Linked DNA regions of Mus musculus: regions 1 and 3 are each linked to region 2. A link is a contact called in public promoter capture Hi-C data. All regions are on one chromosome and are shown on one strand. Each heading gives the region's core, a stretch centred on a gene start, on an enhancer-like site or on the middle of the called end of the contact. The rest is flanking DNA. Distances are from core to core; before and after follow the strand shown. Region 1 holds the start of Hmbox1 (homeobox containing 1). Region 2 holds the start of Bnip3l (BCL2/adenovirus E1B interacting protein 3-like). Region 3 holds the start of Msra (methionine sulfoxide reductase A).

The links. Promoter capture Hi-C pulls out the DNA fragments that hold promoters and counts their contacts.
Region 1: a promoter capture Hi-C map of pre-B cells shows a contact between it and region 2. The contact joins the promoter of Hmbox1 here to the promoter of Bnip3l in region 2. A contact is called at or near these places in 2 of 39 promoter capture datasets (liver and pre-B cells).
Region 3: a promoter capture Hi-C map of pre-B cells shows a contact between it and region 2, with 5 times the contacts expected there. The contact joins the promoter of Msra here to the promoter of Bnip3l in region 2. A contact is called at or near these places in 2 of 39 promoter capture datasets (liver and pre-B cells).

Annotation. Positions count from the first base shown.
Region 1 is chr14:64,948,475-64,951,174 of GRCm38.p6, reverse strand. Hmbox1 (homeobox containing 1) reads left to right here and starts at 1,318. Exons shown (of 10, transcript NM_177338.6): 1 at 1,318-1,598. Ints9 (integrator complex subunit 9) reads right to left here and starts at 882. Exons shown (of 17, transcript NM_153414.5): 1 at 808-882. The coding sequence starts at 816.
Region 2 is chr14:67,007,427-67,010,126 of GRCm38.p6, reverse strand. Bnip3l (BCL2/adenovirus E1B interacting protein 3-like) reads left to right here and starts at 1,250. Exons shown (of 6, transcript NM_009761.3): 1 at 1,250-1,439. The coding sequence starts at 1,343.
Region 3 is chr14:64,439,595-64,442,294 of GRCm38.p6, reverse strand. Msra (methionine sulfoxide reductase A) reads left to right here and starts at 1,255. Exons shown (of 6, transcript NM_001253712.1): 1 at 1,255-1,585. The coding sequence starts at 1,450.

The sequences.
Region 1 (2,700 bases), core at 69-2,568, 2.1 Mb after region 2:
ATTGAGGATATTTCTCTCCACGTAGCAATTAGGAAGATTCTACAGTAAGTTGGCAGTGAGAATGTAGGGAATAGGAGGGCGACGACAAGCATTTCACACCTGCGTTCAATTTCCTTATTACTCTATTACTTATTCCATTAAGCTTGAATAAAACAACTTGTTAGAACGGTGTGCTCAGAAAAATGGGGCAAAGCAAATATCTGAAAAGGCCACCTGTCAGCTTAGTGTTTTGCCACACAGTTACTTCTTCAGGAGGCATGTTTTATCTAGAGCTGTTTATTTCAAGCAGGCTTTAGACGGGAATCCTTCAAGGGCACCACCCTTTAGCATCTCTTTCTTGTAATTCGAACTGCAGTTAGGAGTAACAGGACATTTAGACCTTCTGTCTGATCGCTCCTACTTTCTGTTCAGATCGGAATCCAGCCTCGCAATATCAGTAGGAGTCCACTCAAGTGCTCATTAAGTGGAAAGTGGTTGATGATCTATTATAGCTCTCAGGTGCAGGCTGAGAAACATGACCAAACCAAAGTTTTGGAGCCTATCTTTAGCCCAAGGGTGAAGAAATGTAACATACAACCTCACGTGCGGCCAAAGGGATCTGCCAAACAGTAATGAAGACCTCCTGACAGATGCAGGAGCTGTGGGATGTGAGCAAGCGGGAATTCAAATCCCAATCGCAAAACCCAGCTCACTTTATAATTTTTAAGTGCTGACCTCCCTCCGTGATAAATCATGGTGGAGGCGACAGACTCCAAAGATATATAGCATTCATTACCTTTGCCCTCTGACTTAGTAGTGGAAACTCACCAGTTTCATATCGGACTTTTGGTTGTTCAGTACCAGTCTCTTCACTTCTAAAGACAGGGAAGGATCTTCCGGTTTAATCTCTATAGCCCAGAGCATCGCGGGACTTGGAGTCTTCACTCCTTAAGCATTTTCCAGAGCCTCACGGGAAATGTAGTTTTACTGCAGGTATCATGGGCACTGTGGGCGTCTTTCCTTTTCCTCCCTTTTCTCTCTAATCACCTCCTTCCGTCCGCTCAAATTCATCGCCGCCGCCAATTCATCCTTCCTTTCCATCCCAGCATGATATCATGTCCCTCATCTGGGTCTAGCATCCATGGTATTCTGGGATGTGTAGTCCGCACGATTTCAGCTCCCAGCTCCCCTCCTCCCTGTGGGAAGGCGTATGGGCGCAGTGCCTGCTGGAAGCTGTAGTTCCCTAGGGCCTCAGACCCTCAACTCTGCACTTTTCCTCTAGGGAACCGGAAACTACAACTCCCAGGGATGCCCAGCGGCAGCAGGTGGGAGCGGGGCTGTTGCTATCAATATGGCGGTTGTCAGCCAGACAAAGACAGTCAGTCTGATGTGATTGAGACAAGGGAGGTTTTCAGGGGGAGACTGGGAGATAGGGGCCTCCCCTCCCCCCTAGGCTCTTCCTGCGCGGGCCTGGAGCCCTCCTCAGCCCCTCCCGCAGGGCGCCCCGCGGTGAAGATCCCCTCCCCCTCCCGCCTTCCTCCTCCCTCCCTCAGCCTTGCACTGGGACGCTGGGGAGGGGGCTGAGCAGGGTGCAGAGAACTCTCAGCTGGATTTCCAAGGTGAGTGGGGTCGTTTGCAAGCTGGACTGCCTCAAGTCTCTTTTCCTCACTTCTCTCATTACTTTAAGGAAAAAAAAATGTCGAGATGTTTGGGGGGGAGAGAAAGTGAGTAGGCGCCACAGATGGGTCTCTGGAGTAGCCAGGTTGAGCATAGGGGAGCAAGTAGGGGTACTTCCGAGGGGGCGGCCGTGCGCGGGCTGTGGGGTGGGGCAGTTTGTGAGGGGCGGGCGTGGAGAGGCGTCGATGGCTTCCCAACTTCTCTCTGGTCTTCAGGACCGGCGGAAGGTTTGAATCCTGGAGTTGGGGGGTCTTCCTGCTTGGGAGTTTGAGAAACTGTAAGGTGGTTTCGAGGTGTGCTGGTTTGTTTGGGGAGTGTCTCGCTGTGTTTTAAACTGTGACGTGTACTTGGGTGCTGCGATCGTCTTGAAGGAATGTCTGTAGATGGTAAGTTAGATGGCTGGAGTCAGAGATAAGCGGCCTGGGCTTGGGAAGCACGCAGGAGTCCCGGGCTGGACTTTTGGTCCAAGGATCTTGTGCAGGGTTTGGGGGGGCTCAGTAACTCGTTAGTGTCTGGGCGCCCAGCTCACACTCGGTGCCCTACTCTGGGCCAGTCTCCACCCCAAACTCCCGGCAGGACTATATAGATGATGTGATGTGGAGATGCATCTTTGCCTCAAGTCGGCAGCTAAAGGTGGGAAAGGAAAAGTGTCTCTTAGTATTTTATTCCGGAACCGTGTTTGGGTTACACTATTGGGGCTACTTTGAAAGGAGTCCTCCACCCACCTTCACCCCGAAACAGTAAGTAGAGGTATCTTGTCATCTTCATGCTCAGTAGCTTGCCAGTTATTTAAAATTCGGGAACGTGGGGCTGGGAATCTCGAGTGCTAAATGCCATCCGCATCGCTGTCTTCTAATGAGACAGAACGTCTGCTCTGTATCCTGAGGTAGATAAGGCGACTTATTTTCGTAGTTGAAAAAACTGTTGGAAATTTTTTGCGGAGAAGAGGGTTGACTGTGCGCTGAAAGGCGCTGTGGTCTTTTTTTGTTTTTTGTTTTTTGTTTTTTGTTGTTTGTTTTGTTTTTTCTTCTACCCCACCCTGTT
Region 2 (2,700 bases), core at 1-2,500:
TCATGCCCTCAGATGCCGGAAGACAGCATTGAGTGCCCTGTGAACGAGCTGTCATGTGGGTGTTTTGAACCAAACCTGAGTCCTTTGCAAGAGCAGCCAGTGTGCTTAACCCCCCAAGCTATCCCTCCAGATCATGTTTTTGGATGTCAATTCAAAGTGACAAAGACTTATTGTGTGTGCCTGTATTTATGATTTAGAGGGGGAGGGCATATGCCACGGTGCATTGGTGGAGGTCAGAAGGCAACTTTGTTAGCTTTCTTCCCATCTACCGGGAGCTCCGGGCAATGAACTCAGTCTGCAGGTTTACTCAGCAAGCGCCTTTACCGGCAGAACCATCTCACTGGCTGGTCCTAGATTTAGTATTTCCGTGTTTGGGTATCTCAGACCATATTTTTAAAAAAGACAATTACATGAAAATTCAACAACTGCAATTAAAGCAAAGTTAAAAGGCAAGTACAATATTGAGAAAAACATTATACAAAAATCGGGTCAAGGAAACTTGACAAAGATACGACGTAGGAGTATTTAGGAACATTAACAGAGTCAGCAACCAGCGTACAGGAGGTAGGGCATTTACAGAGATAGATAACAACCAGGGTTTGGGTAAATCTGTATTTTCTTTTCCCTTTTAATTTGTTTTTGAAGGCAATGGGTCGCTCGATAGCGTAGGCTGCAGGGAACTCGAAATCCTCCTGCCTCAGTCTTAGAAAGAGCTGAAATAACAAGTGTGCGCCACGCCCAGCCATTGATTTTTTTTTTAAACCGTGATTACATGTTACCTTTGCAATTAAAATGTTATAAATTCCAACAAGGTGATTAGCTCCAAGGTACCTCCCACGGTATTCTGTGGGAGGCACAAATGGATGTTTCACTAAGGGGAGGAACTGGGGTTTTCTGCTTCTTTAAAGCCACGGGTGAGTTCTTAAGTGGATACTGCAGGCGTGGGAGGGGTTCCATTCAGGCCCCGCGCGCTTCCGGGCTGCACACTCCTCCCTAATCTCAATCCAATGCCAACTTCCTAGCTCAGCCCTTCCGGCTATTGCGACTGACTCGCAGGAATTCTTTCCTGGCGCCCGTATCAGCTCGACTTCCGCACCCGCACGTCCCGAGCAGCTCGCGAATGCCCCGCCCAGCCCGGCCTGGTCACGCCCCCTATCCTGGGCTCCGACCCCGCCGTCCAGCTGCCTGTGTTGTCATCACATGGTCCGGGAGGGCCCTGACGTCACGAAGGGAGGGACTGCGCAGACGCAGAAAAGGGGGCGGGGGAACTCGACTTGTTGTGTTGCTGCTCGAGAGCCGGATACTGTCGTCCTGCGGCCGTGCCGCTTCCAGTCTCCAGACCATGTCTCACTTAGTCGAGCCGCCGCCGCCCTTGCACAACAACAACAACAACTGCGAGGAAGGGGAGCAGCCCCTGCCGCCGCCCGCTGGCCTCAACAGTGAGCACGGGGCCGCCGGGCTCAGCGGAGGGATGGGGGAGGAGGAGCCGCTCGGCCGCCGCCGTGCGGGCGGGGGGGGGGGGTTGGTGGTGGTGGTGGGGGAGTGGGCGGGAGCAGACGACAGCTCATTGGTTGGGACCGAGATTGTGCGTATGACTGACAGCGGCGCGCTCCGGTTAGGAGCAGGCGCTCGGCGCTGGCTCGCGGCCTGCGCCTTGGGCGCCGAGGTTTAGGGTCGCGGTGGGCGTCGGGAGCCGGAGGCGCACGCAACTCGGGGTGGCAAGCGGAGGCTGGCCAGCGGAGGGGGAGCATGGGACGTGCGGCGGGGACACCGGGGGATGGACGCGACCGGTCGGGCGTGGCGGGTGGACGTGCGGCCGCGCAGGTGTGCTTGCGGAGCTCGCCTCCTACCACACGCCGGTCCAGGGGGTCATCGGAGTTTCGTGCAGGGTGCTTGCTCCGCCCCTGACATTTATCTTTTTTTTTTTTTTTAGTCTGAAAATTCCCAAGTTTCTCAAGTGAGTTTTTTGTTGCTGTTAACCTTGAATTCATATTTTACTGCTTTTTCTTTTCTTTTTCTTTCTTTTTTTTTTTTTTTGAGAGAGCTTCTCATGTAGCCCAGGCTGGCCTCACTCGTTGTGTTGCTGAGTGACCTGATCCCTCCTACTTTCCACTTTCCCAAGTTCTTGGGTGACAGGCGGCAGCCACCATACTAGTAACTTTTCAAGTGCTGTTTCTTATGTTAAATGGATTGGGTGCCCAGCACATGCCCTAGGATCACGTCCATTTCAGCCAAATCTGCAGTGAACTTCAGGAAATACAGTAAACAACACAACAGACGCAGGCCACAGGTACTAGCAATTGAAAGTTGATGGTCAGGATCCAGTTGCAGTCAAACAGACATCTTGTCCCCAGAGTGTCCGCTGTTGTTGTGAGATCGCCGGACCTTCTTGCCCAACCTTTCTGTTTGGATTTCATGTCTTAATGAAAGAGGTAGTGGGTGGTGGTAGTTGTCACAGGGCCAGATGAAGTTCTTTAAAAGCCATTTGTATGCTTAAAGGTCAGGCAGTGTCTTTCATAAGAGGGATGGCTTCCAGGGTGGCCAGAACGGTTTAGGGAAGAGCTGTTACTGAGTCTAGAGGATAGTGGCAGGAGCGTTTGGGTATTTTAGCCAGGTGTGGTGCCACTTGCCTGTCATTCAAGCACTAGGGAAGTGTAGTAAGCGTGGTCCCCAGAATAAAACTTTGTGTCAGAAAACAAC
Region 3 (2,700 bases), core at 6-2,505, 2.6 Mb after region 2:
GCTCAGCAGGTAAAAGTGCCTGCCACCAAGCTTGGTGTTTTGAGTTGGATTTCTAGGACCACAAGGCAGGAAAGAAACTTTAGTAAGAGACCCACTACTCTGAATAATAAAACTCTAAACAATGCTTTTACTTTATTTTTTTAAACTCATTTCCCCTTGGTAGGTAAGTAGAAATGTGTGTGTGTGTGTGTGTGTATATATATATATATATATATATCTTACATACTAAATATTATGGACTGTGGTTCTGGGATACCTAACATTACACAAGCAGTTTCCCTTAACATTACAAATTCTTCCGTTACACAGTATTTAGTTACGAAGTTTTTCTTGCATGACCCTTGTTCTGTCAACCACAAAACAGAAAAAGCAAGTCACTGTGTGTCAAAGGGCAGTAAATTACAAGTACAATTTTTTTTAACACATTTTTTTTTAGTGACCAGGCCCTCTTCAAGCCTGGACGGGACATCTTGGATCTTGGGATGGTTTCAGGCAAGGCCTCGTAGAAAGAACCTGCTTGGCATAATGTCACAGCAAAAGCAAGCCACAAGTAAACTGTTGAGAACAAGTTGGCCCAGGAGACTTTTACATTATAAGACAAACACCTTAATCTGTTTAACGTTGTGTGTCTGGCAACATTCTATGCAGTACACTAATCCTAGTCCTTATATTACAGTCCCACATGAACACAAAGTGGTAACTAAACCCACGGAGAAGCTTAGCTTCAAAGCTTCAAATCCCTGTGGGCGCTAATCCTCAGTTCCTTCCTTCATGTGAGACTACCCGCCCATTTTGGCAGTGTGTAAATCAAAAATCTCATACAGGACCTCTGAAATCACTCATCTGGTCCTAGCCACCTAAAGATTAAGGCTAGAGATTCAGTTTAGGAATATTCTCTCATAATTTCTGAAGTCCGTCTGGTCCAACTTCACCATTAACTTCATTCACATAAAGCGTTTAACAATGTATTTGTGCCTACATTGTTTACTTTATGGGCTGTGAGATGCGCTGAAGAATGTATTTATACATTTATACACGTACACACACTATATGTTTATATTTCATGTTGAGTACTTGATCCTTTGTGGTGTTGAGAATTGTGCTTTGGTTTCACTTTGGATCGATGTGACTTATCAAGATGGTTCCGATAGAAATAGACAAATTTCCTAGCTGTCCATCTAGCCATCCTCTTATAGGTCTGCCTTTCTTCTAGCTCGCTGCCTTTTTATGCACACACATTGATTTCCCTTTTCTACTTTGTGGTTGAGTGAGTACATCGCACCCGGAACCCTGGCTGCGGAGGTGGAGAAACGGCAGCAACTCTGACCTCCCGCGGTGGCGCCCAGCCAGCATCAATTTTGGCCCGCGCGGCTTCACGTACTCTGGGAACTTTGTCCCTCAGAGACAGCCAGGCCTGGAGGTCTGCCCCGCGAGACGGACACGCCGCCCATGCTCTCCGCCTCTAGAAGGGCTCTCCAGCTCCTCTCTAGCGCCAACCCGGTACGGAGGATGGGCGACTCAGCTTCGAAAGTCATCTCCGCAGAGGAAGCCTTGCCGGGACGCACCGAGCCGATCCCTGTAACAGGTAAGGTGGCACGGCTGCTGAGCATGCGCGTGGAGCCTGCGCACAGCGCCCTCCCGGAAGAAGACGTGCGGGACCGCGGGTGGGTCCCAGGTCGGAGTCTACGCGTGCGCAAAGAAGCAGCGAATCCCCCCCTCCCCCCAGTTCTCCCGCCCCCCAGCCCGGGAAGGGCGGGAGCTCAGCTGGGCAGTCTCCTGCCTGCGTGCTTCTCTTTGTTTGAGTCTCGCTCTGAAAGACTTTAGCGTTGGGATCGACCCAGCCCGTTTGCTGGTCTGCAGCTCCGTATTTGGGGCTAGTGGAGTCTGGTGGGAGCCCAGCCTTAGTCTTCCTTTTCACCTAGGCCTCTAGGAGCGTCTAGCGGTGCCAGTTCATGGAAGCGCTGGAGGCAGACCTAACAACGCTGGGAACTTAGGTTTTGAAGTGTAATTTTCGGCCAGAGCTGGTTGCAAGAACCCTCCCCAGTTTGTAGTTATTTCAAGGGCATGCTGGGTTGTCTCCCCCGTTTGCAGAAACTCCACGTGCTATGGATGAAGCCTCTAAGAGGTGTCTGTGTGTGCTCCCTTAAGCCCCAGGCGCACGTGAGAAGATCAGCTGATTACCTGTGTGACTCAGTTTTCTCCTTGCACCACTTAGGACCTAGGAGTTGAAATCGGATTGTAGTTCTTGTTGACCTTTTACCTTGTCAGCCCTATTGTAATGTTTCTAACCCCCCACTCTTGGGAGTATTCGTTCCTGAAAGGTTCTCACTGTTCCCAGTACAGAATCCAAGTTCATGTGCTTTCCACTTGGAAAGGGACCTGAATATTTTAGAAAGAGTGGGGACAAAGAGAATGACTTATTTGGTAAGTTAGCAAAACCAGAAGAAGGTGGCCAGGTAAACTGTTTTTTTTTTTTTTTTTTTTCAGGCTCCATTTATCTTCAGGCAGAGAGGGTTGAGGAGAGGGGTTTAGGGCAGGAGCTGACAAATTATAGGCCTCTAGGTATCTTTCTAGTTTGGAGTTAGGCGTCATAAACCTGGAGGCCAGCGATCCGTTGACCTGACCCGTAATCACAAGGCTACTGGATACTTCTGTGGACAGTGGAAATATCTTATCTTGATCTCTTCAGACTTGAAAGGG